Regions from separate parts of the Gossypium arboreum genome. Here region 1 is linked to region 2. Evidence: chromatin contacts called from public Hi-C data. All regions are on one chromosome and are shown on one strand. The core of a region is the stretch at or near the end of the contact, and the rest is flanking DNA. Distances in the headings are between cores, read along the strand shown. Region 1 holds the start of LOC108456858 (sister chromatid cohesion 1 protein 4-like). Region 2 overlaps LOC108456752 (probable manganese-transporting ATPase PDR2).

Evidence for each region. Hi-C and Micro-C count contacts between places; a contact is called where the count stands out from the background.
Region 1: a contact with region 2 is called in a Hi-C map of leaf, with 3 times the contacts expected there. The contact joins the promoter of LOC108456858 here to the enhancer-like site in region 2. A contact is called at or near these places in 2 of 5 Hi-C or Micro-C datasets (both in leaf).

Annotation. Positions count from the first base shown.
Region 1 is chr13:95,881,329-95,884,452 of ASM2569848v2, reverse strand. LOC108456858 (sister chromatid cohesion 1 protein 4-like) reads right to left here and starts at 1,847. Exons shown (of 16, transcript XR_001867026.2): 1 at 1,028-1,847.
Region 2 is chr13:95,664,274-95,667,158 of ASM2569848v2, reverse strand. It overlaps LOC108456752 (probable manganese-transporting ATPase PDR2), which reads right to left. Exons shown (of 22, transcript XM_053023717.1): 22 at 602-2,051. The coding sequence ends at 957. Among protein-coding and RNA genes, the nearest start is that of LOC108456752, 12 kb to the right of the region's middle. Within about 2 kb of position 1,253, at least 1 of the 2 cell types and tissues checked has an H3K27ac peak or open chromatin away from gene starts, as enhancers often do. A contact at or near this core is called in leaf, where this site is marked.

The DNA.
Region 1 (3,124 bases), core at 598-3,097, 220 kb before region 2:
AAACCAGAAAAAGACCTGAAGCAGCTCAAAGGAAAGTTCCTCCACCAAGTAACCAAGTAAAACCACACATGTTAAGAACATGCTACCAACACCGCAGATATTTAACATGTTCTGTATGGAAATTATTCCTACAGAACCAAAGTTCCAAATAGGCCAATAGAACTGCCAACAAACACCTCAAAATAGGCCCAAAAGTGCCATGACAAGGAAGAAGCATAAAAGGCCTAAAAGATTAACTTATGCATAACTAAGAACAAAAAGGATAATGCTACGAACTTAAGAAAAATATTTCTATTAATAAATGGGAATTTGTGCAAGAAATTTTCAGTTTCAAGAACCAGTAGGCAACAGAGACCGATATCAGAAGCAAAGTATTGGCATTTCCACCCTGCTCCACAATTGTCAAGAGAACCCATGTTTTACCAAATTGACAGTTTCATTTCATCAAGCACGCTGATTTTCACGCTAACCTGGTATTTAAAATTTTCAATTCATAAATACCACTTCTATTAATGGATGTTTAACAGTTGAAACTACTTTTATTTCATCAAGCTTATAGAAATACTTAATAAACTTAGAACTATGCATGACCATCATTAATTCCAGATGTTGGTTTAATAAATCAAATGTCAAGAAAAGAAAAGAGCATACTACTAGGACAAATAAGAAAGGAAATTCTAACTACTTCTTGCTATTTAGTTCCTCATAAAGTAGTTAAAACTAAATCGGAAATATGCAAAATCATAATTGATTAAAAAAAGGAAACAATGACTGAAAAAGCAGTACCAATTATGAAGTAAATATGCTTCTCGTATTAAAGTAAAATCATATAAATTTCTCACCCGAAAGATTGCAGTTCAATGTAGCACAAGCAATAACCAAAGAGTGAATAAATAAATTCTGATTCAGCATAAAAGAAGAACATATCCACACAGTCTATATTAATCTAACCTTAAGAAGACTAAGATATTGCTCTATTAAGTGGAAAAGGATAGATTAAGTACAAGTAGACTTGAAAGGTACTAACCAACAGAAACACCGATGTCCGTATCCGCCACCTGATTCTTGCGGAGTTTCCTCTCCAGATGGGCAGCTATCCATATCGTCCCCAATGGACCTTTCTTCGCCAATATAAACTGTGAATAAAACATTTCTCGCCTAATACAAATCCTATTTCTTCATACAATGTAACCAAGCCCTATTATTTAAGCTTAAAATTAGATCTTTCAGTAAGAATTCAACAAACTGGCAAAGCTCACAAGAGAAGAGAAACCCTAAATTTCAAATTCCACAACAGAACCCTTGACTTTCCAATTCTAGCAGCGGAAATGAACAAATTAAGTTCAGAATATCCCTAAAAATCAATAGCAACAAGGAAACCTTTACAAATCTCAGTCCACCAAACAACCAGTGAAACCCTCCCAAAACTCCGTAAAGGGACCCATTTCCGCTTAATTACAGAACCGCCACTCAGGAGAAGTTCAAAATTTGTGAAGTTTCAGTTTGCAGAATCACCAGTTGAGTCGGATCGGACAGACGCAGATCAATTGGAGACTGGGAAAGAAAAACAGAAGGGAAAGCGCTAATTTTAGTAAATGCTTTTTTGTAATAAGAAATTAATTTCGAAATTCAACTTTGGTTTTGTGTTCGTCGTTGTATTAGTGCAGGTATGTTGGAAACGTGGCGCTCTTTCACTGGCTGGTTAATTTTGAATTTTATGACTTCTCCAGTACGTTTTGTCAAAGGCGTAGCCTATCCCTCCATTCTTTTTTGTTTGTGAACAAATCTCTTTCATTAGAAAGGTACAAAACGAGAAAAACGGGGGCCAAACTCATCCCAGATCGGTTTAATTTGATTTATTCCCATTAGCTTATTTAATTTATGCGATTCATTAAGCATTAAATTTAACCTAAAACCCAATTACTCGTATTAAATCAACACAAACATAAAATAACTTTACTAATTATTAAATTATAAAATAACTCAATCTAATTATTTATTTAAATCTAAATATAAAATTAAATCATTAATTATAAAATAACCAAATTACTTAATTTCAATAAATCACCGAAATTACCTTAAAAAAACCTAACCCAATTAATTACCCAAATATAAAATTAAATTACTAAATATGGCAAAATAAGGCTTATAGGCCAATCTTTTTTATTAAATTAGAGTTTTGGACCGGTTTTAATTTTAATTAGGGTTATAGGCCGATTTTTTAAAAAACGTATCCAGTTACGGTCAAATCCCAATACCTTTTTGAACGTTGCCGCAAACGGTAAAAAAAATAAAACTCTGACAGTAACTTTTTTTTACCCTATAAATACCCTTCAAATTTTATTTTTTTCATTCATATCCTTCTCTCAACTCTCTCAATTTTGTCAAATTCTCTCAAACCCTCTCAAGTCTCTCAACTCTCTCATTTTTTAATTATCTCGTTTTTATTCTTTTAAACTGATTTCTTACGAATGGTCGCCTCATTAATTGGCTTCGACGATAAGCACATTTTCGCTGCCAATTAGTAATAGTAAGACCGAAACTTAAATTTTATTAATTTCAATAATGTTAAATTTAATTTTTTATTATAATTATATTTTTGTGTGTGTGTAAATAGGCAGATGATCGTGTTCTAGAGGGCTTCATCCATAATATAGGAAAGCATGCAATTCCTAAAATTCGTGGCCACCTGCAAGTAGCTAGATTCTTATATGCGTCTAACATGTCTGGGGGCTGCAAACTCAATTTGCAACTAATTAGTGCATTGGTGGAGAGATGGAGGCTCGAAACATACACTTTCCATCTTCCATGCGATGAGTGTACAATCACACTCGAAGACGTGGTGCTACAACTCAGTCTACTAATAGATGGTCCAGTCATCATGGGATCTGGGATCATTTTGGCCAAAGTGACCTTCTGTCGATCACTGTTGGGGAAGGTCCTGGACAAGTTCAAAGGTGGTCGAATATCGATGAACTAGTTGAAGGATAATTTCGACGAGCTTCCTGAAGACCCTAAAAACCGAATGGAGGAGGTGATATAACAATACACCCAAGCATACATCATAAGGTTAATCGGGGGTAATTTAATGCCTGAAAAATCTCAAAATTTGGTGCACGTAAGG
Region 2 (2,885 bases), core at 4-2,503:
TAAAATTAAAATGTAAAAAATATTAAAATAAAACTTTAGTTAAACCTTAAATTCAAAGCATTTTCGATCTGTTAGAAGTTGAAATCTCGTCATATGCATTTTTCTTTTAAAAAAAAACAAAATTAATCCAACCTTAAATGATATAACCAATTTTAAATACAAAAGATAGTTTAATATTTTCTTAACTAAAGTAATGCCCGATTAATTCAAGATACAATTTAAATAATAGTATAGATAGAAATAAATATATGAATATCAAGCAATGCAGGTGACTAGAACAAATGTCTGGCCAAAAAAAATAAAACAAATTTGATTTAGAATAATGTGGACAAATAACACCATAAAAGCATAAATCATCCCTTTCCGCAGAAGATTAAGCTAAAATATATATATATATACATATACAAAATCATCATTCCAAACAATAATGATCTTTCTTCTCTCAATTTACCTATGATGATGCATTATTAGACAACAATAACATATCAGTAGACACTATAAAATTTTGCTCTTCATACATTTCACATGAGGATGAGATTGACCTGACAGCAGAAGAAAACATTATCCTAAGAAATTGGATGCAACACATCAATAAGATAAATTATTTTCTGTATCCGACTTGCTATAATTCAATAAATCTAATCAAAATATGGCTTATGAGCTCAACTACAATTTGTTTTTCTTTTAAGTGTTGAAACAACTATTCTTTCAAGTCGGCTTTGCAAAAATAACAAAATCAAAGTTTATGCTTTCGTAAAGAATAACCCCCTCATTCTATGAGCAAAATACCATTTGACAGATTCCACGTCCTAAAGGAGTAAGCAAAACATGATTTAACAAATATCAAATAAATAAAAAAAGAGTTGCATATCTTTGAGCTAATTCACTAAATATAATAATCTGACCGGTGTCAGCCTTTTCCAAAATCATTAGCAGAGGGAGAATTCTCTGTTCACTTAGACCAGCTTCTTCTCAGAACTAGCAGCAGCCACACGTTGGCGCTTCCTCCAAGCAGGGATTTTACCAGGGAATGCCCATCTTAACAACCTCTCCCAAGCATAGCAGCACAGAAACATTAGTAGAGCCCATATCAAGAGCTTATCCCTCAATCCCACAGGCAAAGGAACCAAGCTCAACCAATCATTCAAATCCCTAAATATATCAGAAGTTATAACCACAAAGAAACCAGCAGCAGCTCCAAGAGCATACAAGAATGGTTTGTTTTCAGGGATGCTCTGGTTGAAAGGATGACCCATGTAGTTCACTGCAAATGTTGCTACCTGAAGCATCATGCTCACCATGTATGAAACTGTGTTCACTAGATTAGGGTGAAACTCTGATTCTGGCTCAATGCATTCCTCAGGCATGTGTTTCTCAGCCTCTTTCACAGAAGAGATCAAGAATAACAGGTGCATAGCAAACTGTCCCATGAGAGAAAGGAAGACATAGGAGCAGAAAATATTCGGGTGGGGCCGTGCAGCTGAAAGGGTGGGTAGTGGGCGAGCGTGTGAGATAAACAGGAAAAAAGCAGCTGTAAATACACCACTAATAGTTGCCTGAACATCACCCAGCTTGACACCATCCAAGTACATCACACTTAAAACATAGGCTGTAGCAAGGCAGTTAAGGCCGAGTATCTTGAACATTTGAAGGGTAGTCACAAGGGTACTGCGTCCTTGACGAATTATGTCAGTGGTTGGGGCAACTGATGCATGCTTTGCAGTAAATGGTGATGCCATTGAGGCATCCCCCAGTTTGACAATAGGAGCAGAGCGACCATCACCCTCCTCATTCAGCTCATCCATCATCTTCTTCAGCTTCTGTCGATGCTTCTCTGCAGCATTAAGATGCCGGTTACTGGTTGCATTGTTGCTAGATTCTGATCTGGGGACTACCTTTCCTTTTGAAGAGGCTTCTGAATTGCCCGTTGCTTCTACAGTGGGCTTAGATTTCGACTTCAATGACTTCGTATTTTCATCTTTAGATGTTCCCGATGAGCTCTCACTTTTAGTTGGAGGCACTGCATTCAATAGAGCAACACCTACATGGGCCTGAAAAAAGAGGTAGAGTATTACAGGCCCATGCTTTCCCGCTATCTTAAAATCTGGGAACAATTAACTTTTCTGTTACCTTGAACCAATCTAAAGTAACTAAATATGTAAATGAAAAAAATTAAGAAGCAATTCAAATTAACAACTGTATGCATAAAAATTTCTATCACCAAAAACATTGATGAACTGATGTTAATTTTCTTAAAGAACAAACTTATTATTGGATTTAATTAAAAAACACATGTACACAAAATCAATCTATATTTGTGTAAAAATAGAAAACAAGCAGTACAAGATAATTCATAATAAAATACAGATATAAAATGGTAATATGAAAAATTAAAGCTGTCTTTAGGGAGAGAAGGAAAAAAAACCTAAGCTCCGTCATGAAAATATATTCATTTTATTTTCTAATTTTCATTTTCTATTTTTAAATATTGAAAACAAGAAATAAAAATTGTTTTAAATAATGAAAATATGATAACATGTTTGGTACCTATTTTCCTATAATAGAAATAAAATAAAAAAATTTCCTACATTCATATAGACTCGAACCAAGGTAAAAGATTTTATATTTAAAAAATTGATGAAGAAAAATAATATTTTAGTGTTTATATGGGTTTGAACCAAAGCCAATTCATTAATTAAATTGAAAGTTAAAACCTTGTTTTCAACTTTATCAATTTTACAAAGCAGATCGTATCAACAACTTGAGGCTTAATTGAGACGATCTCTCTGAGTTTTTTTCCCCTCCATTTTTGGGTTAATAGTAGATTGACAAGTGATGGCAGTTGATACATTGTGCTAAATACAGATGGAAAAATAAGTTCTCAA